Linked DNA regions of Pan troglodytes: all the other regions are linked to region 1. Evidence: chromatin contacts called from public Hi-C and HiChIP or PLAC-seq data. All regions are on one chromosome and are shown on one strand. Each heading gives the region's core, a stretch centred on a gene start, on an enhancer-like site or on the middle of the called end of the contact. The rest is flanking DNA. Distances are from core to core; before and after follow the strand shown. Region 1 holds the start of ATP6V1H (ATPase H+ transporting V1 subunit H). Region 2 has its middle 31 kb from the start of MRPL15. Region 3 holds the start of MRPL15 (mitochondrial ribosomal protein L15).

Evidence for each region. A called contact is a pair of places that touch in the nucleus more often than the background predicts. HiChIP or PLAC-seq counts read pairs in DNA pulled down with a chosen protein or histone mark.
Region 2: a contact with region 1 is called in a Hi-C map of stem cell-derived neural progenitor cells, with 2.8 times the contacts expected there. The contact joins the enhancer-like site here to the promoter of ATP6V1H in region 1. A contact is called at or near these places in 1 of 7 Hi-C or Micro-C datasets (stem cell-derived neural progenitor cells) and 1 of 1 datasets of contacts at active chromatin or transcription factors (stem cell-derived excitatory neurons).
Region 3: a contact with region 1 is called in an H3K4me3 HiChIP or PLAC-seq map of stem cell-derived excitatory neurons, with 3 times the contacts expected there. The contact joins the promoter of MRPL15 here to the promoter of ATP6V1H in region 1. A contact is called at or near these places in 1 of 7 Hi-C or Micro-C datasets (stem cell-derived neural progenitor cells) and 1 of 1 datasets of contacts at active chromatin or transcription factors (stem cell-derived excitatory neurons).

The regions. Positions count from the first base shown.
Region 1 is chr7:62,426,161-62,431,071 of NHGRI_mPanTro3-v2.0_pri, reverse strand. It overlaps ATP6V1H (ATPase H+ transporting V1 subunit H), which reads left to right and starts at 1,903. Exons shown (of 14, transcript XM_016959475.3): 1 at 1,903-2,438; 2 at 3,745-3,892. The coding sequence starts at 3,780.
Region 2 is chr7:62,749,088-62,753,998 of NHGRI_mPanTro3-v2.0_pri, reverse strand. No RefSeq gene overlaps it. Among named protein-coding and RNA genes, the nearest start is that of MRPL15, 31 kb to the right of the region's middle. Within about 2 kb of position 3,003, at least 6 of the 24 cell types and tissues checked have an H3K27ac peak or open chromatin away from gene starts, as enhancers often do. A contact at or near this core is called in stem cell-derived neural progenitor cells, where this site is marked.
Region 3 is chr7:62,717,409-62,722,319 of NHGRI_mPanTro3-v2.0_pri, reverse strand. It overlaps MRPL15 (mitochondrial ribosomal protein L15), which reads right to left and starts at 2,051. Exons shown (of 5, transcript XM_528136.7): 1 at 1,839-2,051; 2 at 572-726. The coding sequence starts at 1,946.

The DNA of each region.
Region 1 (4,911 bases), core at 654-3,153:
CTCATCAGGCATTAGATTCTCATACAGAGTGTGCAACCTAGATCCCTTGCAATGTGCAGTTCACGATAGGGTTCATGCTTCTGTCAAAATCTAATACCGCTGCTGATCTGACAGGAGGCAGAGTTTAGGCGGTAATGGGACTTGCCCGCCGCTCACCTCCTGCTGTGCAGCCGGGTTCCTAACAGGCCATGCACCACACCAGTCTGTGGCCCAGGGTATGGGGACCCCAGGTATGATATATAATTAGGTAACTGAGATCACTGCTATGGTCTGTTTGTGTCTCCCCAAAATTCCTGTGTTGAAATCCTAACTCCCAAGGTGATGATATTAGGAGGTGGGACCTTTGGGAAATGATCAGGTCATGAGGGTGGAGCTCTCATGAATGAAATTAATGTCCTTATGAAAGAGACCCCAGAGAGCTCTCTCACCTCTCCACCATGTGAAGCTACAATGAGAAGACAGCAGTTTGCAACCTGGGACAATCCTTCCCAGAACCTCACCATGATAGCACCCCAATTCTGGACTTTCAACCTCCAGAACTGTGAGAAAATGAATTTCTGTTGTTTATAAGCCACCCAGTCTACAGCACTTTGTTACAGGAGCCTGAATGGACCAAGAAAAATCTCCGATAGAAGTGTTACAGAAATAATGTTAAGAGAGATAATGCCGGGAGTACCTGCCTCTTCTCTTCTCCCTATTCCAGGCAAATTGTCTGGTAATGTTGTGATGCTTGGAGAACGCCAGCCCAGGTGCCTGTGAAGCAGTCCCCTTTGCTCACTGCACTGTTCCTGATTTTGTTCCATATCTTTGTGCCTCCCGGAAAAGAGGAGAGCCTCCCGAAATCTGATGAGACTCGCTGTATCACGCCAGTCTGTGGCTTAGGTGATACAGAAAGGAAATGCGAAGATCAGGCCTCACTGCCAGCTTTGCTCAGTTACACAGAAAACATGCTGTTTCAGCTTTTGGGAGTTTATTAGTACACGATCGGTTTTTCTCTTTTATGAAAGTTTTCCCCCTTAGATTTGCTTTCAAAACAACAGACTTTCACTTCTGGCTAAGACAGAATGAGTGACCTAGTACAATCTTTGACACCGTTATTATATATCTTTATTCACAATCAATGCATGATTTTGATTATTCTGACTTTAATTTTACTAGTAAAAATGGGTTGGTTATAAATCCCTTTCAAAGAATTTTTTTTTTTTTTTTTTTGAGACGGAGTTTTGCTTTTTCTGCCCAGGCTGGAGTACAATGGTGCGATCTTGGCTCACTGCAACCTCTGCCTCCCGGGTTCAAGTGATTCTCCTACCTCAGCCTCCCAAGTAGCTGGGATTACAGGCATGCGCCACCACACCCAGCTAATTTTTTGTATTTTTAGTAGAGATGGGGTTTCACCATGTTGGTCAGCTGGTCTCGAACTCCAGACCTCAGGTGATCCACCGGCCTCGGCCTCCCAAAGTGCTGGGATTACAGGAGTGAGCCACCGCGCCCGGCCCCTTTCATTGCTTTTTAAGGAAAACATGCCATCATATATACCTCACCTCCAGGGCAGTACATTCTTACTTTAAGGCAAAGACAGTTGCTGAGGCCTGGACTAGGGGAAAATTTGGGCTCCAGATGGGACTGTTGGATAAAATACCAGACGTCCTGTAAATGTGAATTTTAGATAAACAACGAATAACTTTTTAGTATAAAAGTAAATACTGCAATGGAATTTATTATTTGCTAAATGTGCAACCCTAGGTTAAGAGAGCTTTTCAGACCCACTTCTCAGCCCCAGTTTTCTATTTAAAATCAGAATAAGAACGTCTGCTTCATGGAGCTGTTAAATCCAAATGGAAATTAATTTGAAAGCGCGAAATCAAACTTTTCAAAAGAATGACGGTTACAATAAGAGAGTTTTGGCCTCTGCTAGCTGCTTCCGGGCGGAGGTCCTCGGCCTCCCCTAGGCGAGGCGCTAGGTCTGGGGGCGGCGGGTCTTAGCTTGCCCGCCACGCTCGCCGCCTCCCACCTGCCCTGGCTGGCTGGGGCCCGACCCTTGCGTCGCTCCGGGGCCCAAGTTACGGACTCGGGAATCCAGTTGTCCGCACCGAACAAGCCCCGCCGCAGCGCCCGCCCCTCCTCTTGCTGCTTTGGAGTCTCCCGGCTTCCGCCTTCCGCAGCAGTCACGTGCCTCCGATCACGTGACCGGCGCCTCTGTCATTCTACTGCGGCCGCCCTGGCTTCCTTCTACCTGTGCGGCCCTCAACGTCTCCTTGGTGCGGGACCCGCTTCACTTTCGGCTCCCGGAGTCTCCCTCCACTGCTCAGACCTCTGGACCTGACAGGAGACGCCTACTTGGCTCTGACGCGGCGCCCCAGCCCGGCTGTGTCCCCGGCGCCCCGGACCACCCTCCCTGCCGGCTTTGGGTGCGTTGTGGGGTCCCGAGGATTCGCGAGGTAAGGCCGCCCTCGCGTTGTTTGGTCTCAGGCTGCAGACCAGGTCAGGCGACTCTTGCAGTTTCTCCAGCTTGCGGTGCGTGCTGGTGTCTTGCCGCTTGGTCCTCTCCTGTTCTTCGGCCCCGGTTGCCAGATTGCTTTTCTTCCAGGCCTCAACCAGGTTTATTAAGCGAAATTCTGGAGCCTTTCTCGCAGGGGGAAGAAACGTCAGGGGCGGGCAGGAGAGTGGAGCGGGAGGGGTAAAAAGTATACCTTCTCCAGGACTGGGCCACGGCCCTGGATCGCTGGGGGTGCGAGTAGTTCAGGGACTTAGGTAATTGTCTAGAGACACCTTGAGCTACCCCAGGACGGGCTGCTGAGGCTGAGCCTCCTTGGCTGCAGAGTTCCAGCCTGGCCCAGTTGAAGCCTGTTTTTTCCTGGGCCCTGTCGTTCCGCGCTGCCCAGGGTTGTTTATACAGCAAATCTTCAGATACAGAGATTAAGTTCCAAATTGATTAAGATCGTTGGAAACCCGGAATATAATTTTGGGTAGGATTTTAACTTCTTTGTGGCCATGGCTGTGAATTTATGTTTTGCAAGTGGCAACCTGTATTTTGCTTTGTGTTAAAATCAGTCGTTTGTATCTGGAAGTTTAGGAGTGAGAATTACATAGAATTTCATTATTGTAGGTTCTTGTCGTCCAGCCAGACCGCCATTGTTGTCTTATCTAAATTGTAATATGTATTTGTTCTAAAACTTTCTCTCCGAATTTTGATTTTGCAAATACTATGAATTTTGTTTGAAAAGGAAAGCACTGTCTTCTAAGAAATTATGTTCCCACTTTGTGTATTTTAATTTGAGTAATTTTCGAAAGGACTTAGAATTTTTAATGTGCCACTTCAAAATGATGCTTAGTAAATGTTTATAAAGCTAGCCTTATCCGTACTATTCATATTCTTATTGTTTCTCTATGAGAAAAGTTAACCACAATTGTATAAATTTACAATTTTTCCCATATTTATACCTATTCTATTTAATCATGATTTCTGATTTCAGTATATTAGGTGATTGCTTTAAAAATCTTACTGCAATGTTAGTGCCAATAATGAAAAAAATTTTTCTAGAAAAGCAAAAGCCTAAAGAACTCTTTTATGGAGCAGTGGACAATATTTGAAATATAATGATACTTTCAGACTTAGGACATTTAATATTTGAGTTGAATGCCTGGGGAGATTAAAGTGATCATGATATTCATAATCATAATATTAATAGTTGTAAAAAAGAGAAACACCTCATATTCTGTTTTTACCTTGCATCAAAATTGAAGATTTGTTGAAAGACATTCAAGATTACGAAGTTTAGATGACCAAAATGGATATCCGAGGTGCTGTGGATGCTGCTGTCCCCACCAATATTATTGCTGCCAAGGCTGCAGAAGTTCGTGCAAACAAAGTGAACTGGCAATCCTATCTTCAGTAAGTACCAATTTGCTGTGAATCATGGACAGTCATATGCTTTTGCATCAGACTTTTTCATGGTCATGCTTCTATGAGAGAAATACGGGGAAAATACTGAAAAATGTGGAAGAAACACTTCCTCTTCAGAATAATTAGCTGTCTTAGGGAGTTAAGTGTAGTGGGGTGGAAACAGCTTGGCGCCCTAGTGGGGAAGCAGAGCGGCTCATGGTGCTTTTGACCTTCCCTGGCTGCCTGGGGAAGTACTTTTGGAATAAGTGGGAAACATAGGAGGAATGTCCTTGGGCTAACGGAGGGAGGAAGGGGATGAGGGGCAAAACCTGCTAGACTGGTCTGATATGCCCTGGCAATCAGCATAGGGGCAGGTGGCCTTTTTAGAGTGGTGCATACAACTAATAAGAAGCACAGATATTTGAGTTGAGAGACTTGGATTTGAGTTTTGGTTCTTGCTATTAGTTTGATGATCTTAAGCAAATCACTTAACTTCTCTGAGGCTCAATAAAGTAAAATGTGAAATGGGGAGACATACCCCACAGGCTTGTTGCTGAAATAATGTATTTATTAGCACAGTAGAATACAAGCATTAGTATGTTGAATACAATAAATTTTAGTTCCCCCTTCTTTCTTGTGTGTATTAATATTTAATGTGCTGATGTTTCAGTATTTTGTATTTATCTGTAAAGTGAGCATTCATGTATTCTTGACCATATTTTATTGACTTCATATTTATTTTGGTATATTTATAACTGAGTTACCAAGGAATTCAGTTCAGATTTGCATATGCATTTTGAAAAACAAATTGAGGAATCTAGTTTTATATTAGTGTTAATTTTATATTAGTATTAATAGTTTGTGTTGTTGTAGGAGGGATCTATAATGTACAAAAATGATCCTTTAATTTCTGTTAATTTAATCACTCATCAAACATTTATTGATTACCTGCCAAGTCTGAGGCATTTTTCCAGGCTTTGAGGCCACAAAAATTCCATACAGAGTACTGTCCCTGAAGGAACTAAAAC
Region 2 (4,911 bases), core at 1,754-4,253, 320 kb before region 1:
CACTGCAACTTCCATCTCCCAGGTTCAAGCAATTCTCCCGCCTTAGCCTCCCAAGTAGCTGGCATTACAGGCACCTACCACCACACCCAGCTAATTTTTGTATTTTTAGTAGACAGGGTTTCATCATGTTGACCAGGCTGGTCTCAAACTCCTGACCTCAGGTAATCCACCCATCTCAGCCTCCCAAAGTGCTGGGGTTACAGGCGTAAGCCAGCACGCCCGGCCTATGACATTCATTTTAGGTTCAAGGGGTGCATATGCAGGTTTGTTATGTGGGTAAATTACATGTTGCTGTGTTGTGACAGTTCAATATACAGATTATTTTGTCACCCAGATCATCAGCATAATCCACTATAGGTAGTTTTTCTATCCTCTCCCTCCTCTCACCCTCCAGCCTCAAGTAGACACCAGTGTCTGTTGTTCCCTTCTTTGTGTCCACATGTACTCAATGTTTAGCTCCCACATATAAGTGAGAACATGCAGTATTTGGTTTCCTGTTCCTGCATTAATTTGCTGAAGATAATGGCCTCTAGCTCCATCCATGTTGCTGGAAAAAAAAAATAGATTTTCTTTCTTTTTTTTTTTTAATTTATTTGAGACAGTGTCTCTGTCACCCAGGCTTGAGTGCAGTGGCGCAATCATGGCTCACTGCAACCTCTACCTCCTGGGTTCAGACAATCCTCCTGCCTCAGCCTCCCAAGTAGCTAGGACTACGGGCATGCTGCACCATGCCCAGTTAACTTCTGTATTTTTTTGTAGAGACAGGGTTTTGCCATGTTACTCAGGCTGTTCTCCAACCCCTGGTCCAAGTGATCTGCCCACTGTGCGTAGCCTATTCTTTTTTTTTATGACTGTGTAGTATTCCATGGTGTATATGAACCACATTTTCTTTAAGCAATCTACCTTTGATGGGCACTTAGGTTGATTTCATGTCTTTGCTATTGTGACTAGCACAGCTATGAACATATGTGTGTGTGTTTCTTTATGATAGAATGATTTATATTCCTTTGAGTATATACCCAGTAATGGGATTGCTAGGTTGAATGGTAGTTCTATTTTAAGTTATTTGAGAAATCTCCAAACTGCTTTCCACAGTGGCTGAACTAATTTACATTCCCACCAGCAGTGTAGAAGCATTCCCTTTTCTTCACAACCTTGCCAGCATCTGTTTTTCTTTTCTTTTCTTTTCTTTTTTTTCCAGACAGAGTCTAGCTCTGTCACCCAGACTGGAGTGCAGTGGCATGATCTTGACTCACTGCACCCTTTGCCTCCCGGGTTCAAGCGATTCTCCTGCCTCAGCCTCTCGAGTAGCTGGCATTACAGGCACAGGGTACCACACCAGGATAATTTTTTGTATTTTTAGTAGAGATGGGGTTTCACTATGTTGGCCAGGCTGCTGTCAAACTCCTGACCTCAAGTGATCCTCCCGCCTTGGCCTCCCAAAGTGCTGGGATTACAGGTGTGAGCCACCGCACCCGGCCTATTTTTTTATTTTAATCATAGCCATTCTGACTGGTGTGAGATGGTATCTCATTGTGGCTTAGAGTGTTAATAGCCCTCTTGGGTAAGTGGCCAACTTGGAACATAAACCCAGGACCAAGTCATTCCAGAACTCTTTCTTTAAACCACTTTGCTACCTTGCTAGCTTGTGAGTGCACACCTCTTTGGGCTTCTCTTTATTAAATAATATGCAGCTTTCAGATACATATGTATAATATATAGTCGCAAGGGACTTTTTAAAGAGTTTGCCTATTCTGTATTCTTAAGATGCTAGGAGGTACTATAAATGCAAGTTTAGGAGACTTAAGAAAGTCGACATCTAAAAACAGAGAGATAATGGTATCCAACTTTAAAGTGTTTCTGAGAGGGTCAAGTGAACATCACGGTAAAAGGCAGTGTTACTACTTTTGGTTTGGTTGCTTTTTCTTTTTGTTTTTTTTTTCTTTTTTGGTCACCAACTTCTCCCAATAAAGAACTTGGGTTTGTGGTACCCAGATTTAGGTTCCAATACCTTTAAAATTGAAGGTGAACCAGAGTGTTGGGAGGCAGATTACTTATAGCATAGCACCACACTGTATTTTAATGATTTGTTCCTTTAATTACCTGTTCCCTTCTCCTGGTCTCTGTATGCCCATGGGGCAATAACTCTACCTTTCTAATTTTAATATCTCCTGGCCGGGCGCAGTGGCTCACTCCTGTAACCCCAGCACTTTGGGAGACCGAGGTGGGCTGATCACGAGGTCAGAAGTTCGAGAGGAGCCTAGCCAACATGGTGAAACCCTGTCTCTACAAAAATACAAAAATTAGCCAGGCGTGGTGGCGTGCATCTGTAATCCCAGCTACTCAAGAGGATGAGGCCAGAGAATCGCTTCAACCCGGAGGTGGAGGTTGCAGTGAGCTGAGATGGTGCCATTGCACTCCAGCCTGGGCGACAGAGCGAGACTCCGTCTCAAAAAAAAATTTTTTTTTTTATTATCTCCAGTGTCCAGCATTGTGTCCTGTGTGTATTTCAGGTTTGTTGAATTATAAATTCATGAATAACTAATTATCCCAAATAATTGTAGGGCAAAGATCAAACCTAGAAATTCCCTGAGGAATGTTCCCATTTGGTCAGTAGGTGGCAGTCTTGCCTATTTTGAGCCGGCTACATTCACTTTGTGATAACAAAACCTACTTTTCCACTCGAGGGAAAAGGAGGATGATTTGGAGCGCTCCAGAGCTGGAAGGCTTCTCAGGGGTCATTGCTCATGACTTCCGTGGGTCCCTCACTCTAGTCTGTCAAAGCAGAAGTCAGCATTTCACTCTCGATAACTACTGCATACAACTAACCAAGAGACTACTGGCTCAATGAGGAAAAAGGCGTGGACACCCCTTCAACTCAGCATTTGAGAAAAGTGAGACAAGTGCCTGCTCAAAGGCGCTTGGTGTGCAATAGTGTGTCCCAGGCTATCAGCATGCAGGAAGTGATGGCAGATACACGCCCTGAGAGTGAAGCCACAGCGAAGCTTCGACAGCAGGGGCCAGCGGCGAGTCATGAGGGGAATATAATGGCAGCTTCTCTAACTCCGGACAATATCCAGCAGCAGCTAACACTTTCTCATTCTCCAGTTAATGCAATAAAATTGCAGAGATGCTACATACGGTATTAATAGGAAGCAATAAGTATGCATTAGAATAACTCCCTTCCCAGTGTCAGGTTATTCTGACCAATGTGACTCCAGAGAGGAACTAGGCTCGCTATCAGCAACACTGAGCTACAGCTGGCTGGACTGGGCTGTGGCCTAAAATTCTCTGTCACATCTCCCTGTGCAAGACAGCAAATTTCTACCTCTGCCTCCAGCAACTTTTGTACACAGAACAATGACCCAATCCTTCCTGAGAATTGTCCCACCTACATACGGGAGAAGCAATAAAAAGAGACCCAGCCTCCCCAGGAATTTCTCTGGGCCAGAGTCACTCCTTATATTTAAGACAGTCAGCAGTTTATAACACCTGCTGCATTATAAATCTTAGTCCTCCAAACCAGTGGTCTTTCATCTTAAAATCAGTTGAGTGATGATTTGATGTCAATGTAATATTGAAGTCAGGGAAGAGAAATAACCACAAACCTCTGCTTGATATGAGAAGGCACTGTGAAGGAAAATGTTTAGGACTTACAGAAAGTACACAAGAAAAATGTATAGAATCCTTATGTTGGCAGACTAGATGTCAATTTATGGCATTTGCACATAGTATGTCTACTATTCTAGTTTTATTTTAAATGTAAGTTTCTTTACATTAAAAAAATGTTTTGGGGAGGGCACGGTGACTCATGCCTATAATTCCAGCACTTTGGAAGGCCGAGGCAGGCGGATTGCTTGAGGCCAGGAGTTCAAGACCAGCCTGGCCAACATGGAGAAACCCCATCTCTACTAAAAATACAAAAGTTAGCCAGGGGTGGTGGCATGTGCCTGCAATCCCAGCTACTCGAGAGGCTAAGGTGGGAGAATTGCTTGAACTCAGGAGGCAGAGGTTGCAGTAAGCCAAGATCACACCACTGCACTCCAGCTTGGACGACAGAGCGAGACTCTGTCTCAAATTTTAAAAAATTTAAATATTTTAAAGTTTTGGTTTATAAATATTCTCATGGAATATAAAAGGTATCTTTTACCACGTGCAGAGCAAATGACTAAATCAGAAATGAATAAGACAACAGTCCCAACCCAAAATAAAAAAGGCTTATAACAGGCCTGGCATGGTGGCTCACACCTGTAATCCCAGCACCATGAGAGGCCGAGGCTGGTGGATTGCTTGAGTCCAGGAGTTTGAGACCAGCCTGGGACACATTGTGAAACCTCACCTCTATTAAAAATACAAAAAATTAGCAAGTCATGGTGATGCTTGCCCATAGTCCCAGCTACTCGAGAAGCTGAGGTGGGAGGATCACCTGAGCCCAGGAGGTTTAGGCTGCAGTGAGCTGAGATGGCACCACTGCACTCCAGCCTGGACAACCAGAGTGAGATCCTGTCTCAAGAAATATAAAAAATAAATAAAAGAATTATAAGAGAACACTGTGACCAGCCTAACCAACATGGTGAAACTCCATCTCTACTAAAAATACAAAAATTAGCTGGGCATGGTGGTGCATGCATGCAGTCCCAGCTACTCGGGAGGCTGAGGCAGAAGAATGGCTGGAACCCGGGAGGCAGAGGTTGCAGTGATCCCAGATCATGCCACTTGCACTCCAGCCTGGGTGACAGAGCACGTTTCTGTCTCAAAAATAAAATAAAATAATAAAAATAAAGAGAACACTGTGAAAAATTGTGTGCCAACCAATTAGATAACCTAGTTGAAATGGATAAATTACTTGACAGACACAAACTACAAAAACAGACTCAAGAAGAGTAGAAAATCACAGAAAAAAAGAGAAAT
Region 3 (4,911 bases), core at 802-3,301, 290 kb before region 1:
ATCTTCCTGTAACTTCTCGAAATCAACTCAAAGCTTTGTCTTGTGTTTTCCTCCACCAATTTTAATTATTTAACTAAACAAAACCCTCTTGAGTGTAACACAAACATGTAATATTGCTTGGTTTCGGGTAATGAAAAGAAACCTGTACCACCTTTGTTCCACTAAAAATTATTTCCCTCTCTAAGCATTTACTTCACTTATTTACACAAATAAATCTGTGGAAAATTTAACTTACTATGGAGCTCAAAGTAATAATGGTAGTTATCATTTATTAGGTGACTACAGTGGGCCAGATTTTTATGTATACTGTCTATTATTGCTCACTCTTTTAATAACCATTAGAGCTGGCATTAGAATCTCCATTTTGCAGGTCTAAGTGCAGTGTCTGGGCCTCTTTTCCTTTTAATAATCCAGGCAAGATTTCATTACCAAAAAATGGTTCAGGGGAACAGTAGCAAAAGTTTGCTTCAAAGTGAATTTACAATTTCCACCAAAATTTCTACCAAACTATTTTTAGGTGCTTTTTAATGGAAATTGGGGACCTGTACTTTAAAAAGCAAAGCAACCTTACCTATGTCCTTCGTTAAACCCGTATTTTGGGATTCGGATGTAAAATGGAGTCTGGCCTCCCTCAAAGCCCAAGCGGGGCCGGGTTCCTCTTTGCCTTTCTCCTTTATGGCCTCTGCCACATTTTCTACCTCTTCTCCGACCTCTTGGTCTTCTCTCCTGCAAGGAAAAAAGAGAATTTTATGAATTTCAGATGCATTTCTAAAAACTGCATTTCAGCTCTTCACTTTTTGTTATGCTGTTCATTCATCCAGCCCACCAGTGCTAGCTAACACTATTGTGTCAAGCATGTCCTAGTTGCTCAAAGGTCCACACACTCTGTTAGCATCTTTGCCTCTAAAGACATAGCTAATTCTTGTAACCAAAGTCCAAGTGTGTTTCAAAAGCAAAAAGTAAAGGTTAGGATGGGGATAAGGTTTTTATAATAGGTTGAAACCGAAAAAAATCCTAGAATTAAATATTCACAACATTTTAAATGATAGGCAAGAATTTATTTTGAAATTAATTGTAAATATGCAAATGTTATTCATAAACCTGTAATTTTATTTGAAAACTGATCTGTTGAAGAAAATCTTTTCCTTAATTTCCTGTCATTTCACGAAAGCAATGAACTGACTGTTAAAATGACAGTACATTGTCAACTAACAGCTTTTCTAGCTCTATTTAGTCAACTGCAGAAGGGACAGCTGCAATTCAGATCTTTCCAATGAACATAGATACACGGGGAAAACATTTCATTTTAAATCCAATTTTGAATGACACAAAGACTTTGTAGTTTCAGCGAGTCGGCTTCTCCGCCTGGTATCTTTACACTTGTAAACATAATCTTATTAAGAACTGGGTGCGGCCGGGGGCGGTGGCTCACGCCTGTAATCCCAGCACTTTGGGAGGCCGAGGCAGGCGGATCGCGAGCTCAGGAGTTCAAAACCAGCCTGGCCAACACGGTGAAACCACGTCTCTACTAAAAATACAAAAATTAGCCGGGCGTGGTGGCGGGCGCCTGTAATCCCAGCTAATCGGGAGGCTGAGGCAGGAGAATTGCTTCTGGGCGACAGAGCAAGCCTCCGTCTCGGAAAAAAAAAAAAAAAAAAAGAACTGGGTGCATGTGGAAAGATTTCCCTCTGGGCAGTAAGGGAGAACAGGCATGAGGCAATCCTATTTTCATCCCAACACCCTCCCAGAAAGGGCAGTTCTCCTAATGACAGGGAGAGAAGGGCCGCTTTCATCGCCCGGGTCCCCAGCGCTTCCCCGCACCGCCACCACCCATTTACCGGTTTCTTGGAGCCGGGATTCGGCTTTAAGTTGGCCAGGCTCACACGCGGCAGGCCCCGGAGTAGGTCCAGGGCCCGGGCCCCACCGCCCTGCAAGGGACCGGCCATAACCCGCAGATCCAAGAACTTTCAAGGGCGCCCTGAGGTGCTCGGAGGCCACGTGGTCTCGGGGGCTGCTTTGTGGCCGTGGCCCCGCCCCTGTCGCGCTGCAGCAGCGCGCGCAAGCCCGGGACTCGGGCAGAGGCGTGGGAGTCTGCAACCATGTCTCGGTTGTCCTTTTAGTTGTTTGGGGATGTGATCTTATTTTCCGAGATCCTGCTTTGTCCTCGGGGTCCCTTTTAATATTCTGAACGTAAAACCTTCTCTTTCGCCAAACGAGAGCATGCACTAAAAACACTGCGTTAAATAAAGGATCTTTTTTGAGTCAGTGTTGGGCCTTGCCTGTTTGTCTAGGCCGTGTCTTCTCTGAGGTCAATGCAGAACCCAGAGTAAAGCAAAGTGAGCTGTCAATTATTAGCTTTTGAGCTTGCGTAATTATATACCGCGAGGTACGAAAATAAAACTGAGTGCACCTATCAAAATGCCTGGCTAATAACCAATCTTTGAATAAGACTCAAAGTGTGAACTCTCATCCGTGTGCATCTGTATTGTTTTGAGTGAATCGCAGTTAGTAACCACCTATTGTTAATGACTGGCGCCATACTGAATGCCTGGTGTATGCCAGACGCTGTATTAAATAAGCCTTACTCGATTTACAGCCATTCTAGAGGTAAATGGTGTTACTACATTTTACAGTTACAACAGGGAAGGCTTAGCAAGGTCCGATAGCTTGACCAACTTCTTGCAACAAGCGGCAGAGCCAGGATTCAAACGTACACTGCTTCCTAATATAAAAGTAGTATTTTTAGAATGTAAAATTGAGTATCTGCATCACAAAATACGAACATTATTACTCGAAAAATACCAGCTCTTCTTTTTTCTCTCAAGTGACTTAAATATAGAAAAGACTGTTCCTTTTTCTTTCTTTTAGTAGTGGTTTGACATTTCACTTGCTGGGGAGTTTTTTCTGCTAGCTCTAACTAGTAATCACAAATAATGAAGGTGAGACAATTTTTGGAGGGCGTCTGTCTCTAGGTTTAACTGCGTCTTTTTTAAGTTCCTTTAAATCAAGTGTAAAATAACCACATAAAGAAAAAGTTGTATTCATTCCTTCAAGTACTATTTATAAGTAAGACACTGAACTTGTTGGAAATACACATGGATGAACTCAAATAGGATTTCATTCCCAAGTTGTTTGAAATCTAGTAGGGAACAGTTTCCAAAAGTGAATTATTATTATTATTATTTTGAGACAGAGTCTCGCTCTGTTGCTTAGGCTAGAGTGCAATGGTTCAATCTCAGCTCACTGCAACCTCTGCCTCTCTGGTTCAAGCAATTGTTCCGCCTCCGCCTCCTGAGTAGGTGGGATTACAGGCGTTCACCAGCACGCCCCGCTAATTTTTTTTTGTATGTTTAGTAGAGACGGGTTTTCGCCATGTTGGCCAGGCTGGTCTCCAACTCCTGGCCTCAGGTGATCCCCCTGCCTCGGCCTCCCAAAGTGCTGGGATTACAGGCGTGAGCCACCGCGCCTGGCCCGTGAATGTTTTTTAAAAGTTAAAGATAAAAGTAGGCCTCTTGTAGACTAATTAGCAAAAACAAAATATGTGAGTTCGATAAAATGATATGATGGTAAAGTCTAGACTCTATTTAGAAGCAAAGAAGAAATAGAATGGGGTGTGGGGGGCAATAGAACCTATTTTCTGCCTTTAATGATTTTTGGTTTGTTTGTTTGAAATGGAATCTCACTCTGTCGCCCAGGCTGGAGTGCAGTAGTGCCGTCTCGGCTCACTGCAGCCTCCTCTCCCAGGTTCAAGCGATTCTCCTGCCTCAGCCTCCCCAGTAGCTGAGATTACAGGCATGCACCACAACGTACAGCTTTTTTAGTTTGTTTGTTTGGTTGGTTTTTTAGTAGAGACTGGGTTTCACCACATTGGCCAGGCTTGTCTGAAACTCCTAACCTCAAATGATCCACCTGCCTTGGCCTCCCAAAGTGCTGGGATTACAGGTGTGAGCCACTGAGTCCAGCCTGCCTTTAGTGATTTTTAATTCAGTAGTTTTCATTGTGTTTTTATTAAACTTTCCTACCTTTGGGAAGAAAATTGCAAAATATAATTGCAAACTGTACCCTAATCTACAGAAAAGTGCACAATTATTTTCAATCCCCAAAAAATCATTGTTTGCATTAAGTAATGAACTTCTTGATTAAGTGTTAATGCCAGTAATGTTTTTTATCATGGAAAATTTTTTTATTGAATAAATAAAATACAAGAAATATGCTGCACTTCTTGGAAGTAGAAGTCGTATGGGTTATATAATGTTATTGGTGGACATCAGTTAATAATAATGGGAATAACAATTGTTGACAGTTAATTGTAGGCTACGTGTTTGTTTATCCCATATCCAACATGTTGATTAAGCATATAAAACTGTCAAAATAATTTGATGAGTTTCGTTTGTGTTGTAAGAATGTAAATTAAGGGTGTGTGGTCAATAAGTCAACAATCCTTACCTTAAGTATATAGTAGTTTTATGTCATCCTCATAATTGCACAAGTCATATTTATTACCCACCTACATGCTTGGGATGTGCTAAATCCTGTTTAAATCAAGTTAACAAGAACTTGTAATAAAAACATTAATATCTCAACAACTATTTAAGGTCCATCCTGATTCCAACCCCAGTTGATAATAACTGCTGAATCATTACATAATAACAATGAAGCCGGGCGCGGTGGCTCACGCCTGTAATCCCAGCACTTTGGGAAGCTAAGGCAGGCGGATCACCTGAGGCTGGGAGTTCGAGACCAGCCTGACCAACATGGAGAAACGCCATCTCTAATAAAAATACAAAATTAGCTGGGAGTGGTAGTGCATGCCTGTAATCCCAGCTACTCATGAGGCTGAGGCAGGAGAATCGCTTGAACCCCGGAGGCGGAAGTTGTGGTGAGCCAAGATCGCGCCATTGCACTCCAGCC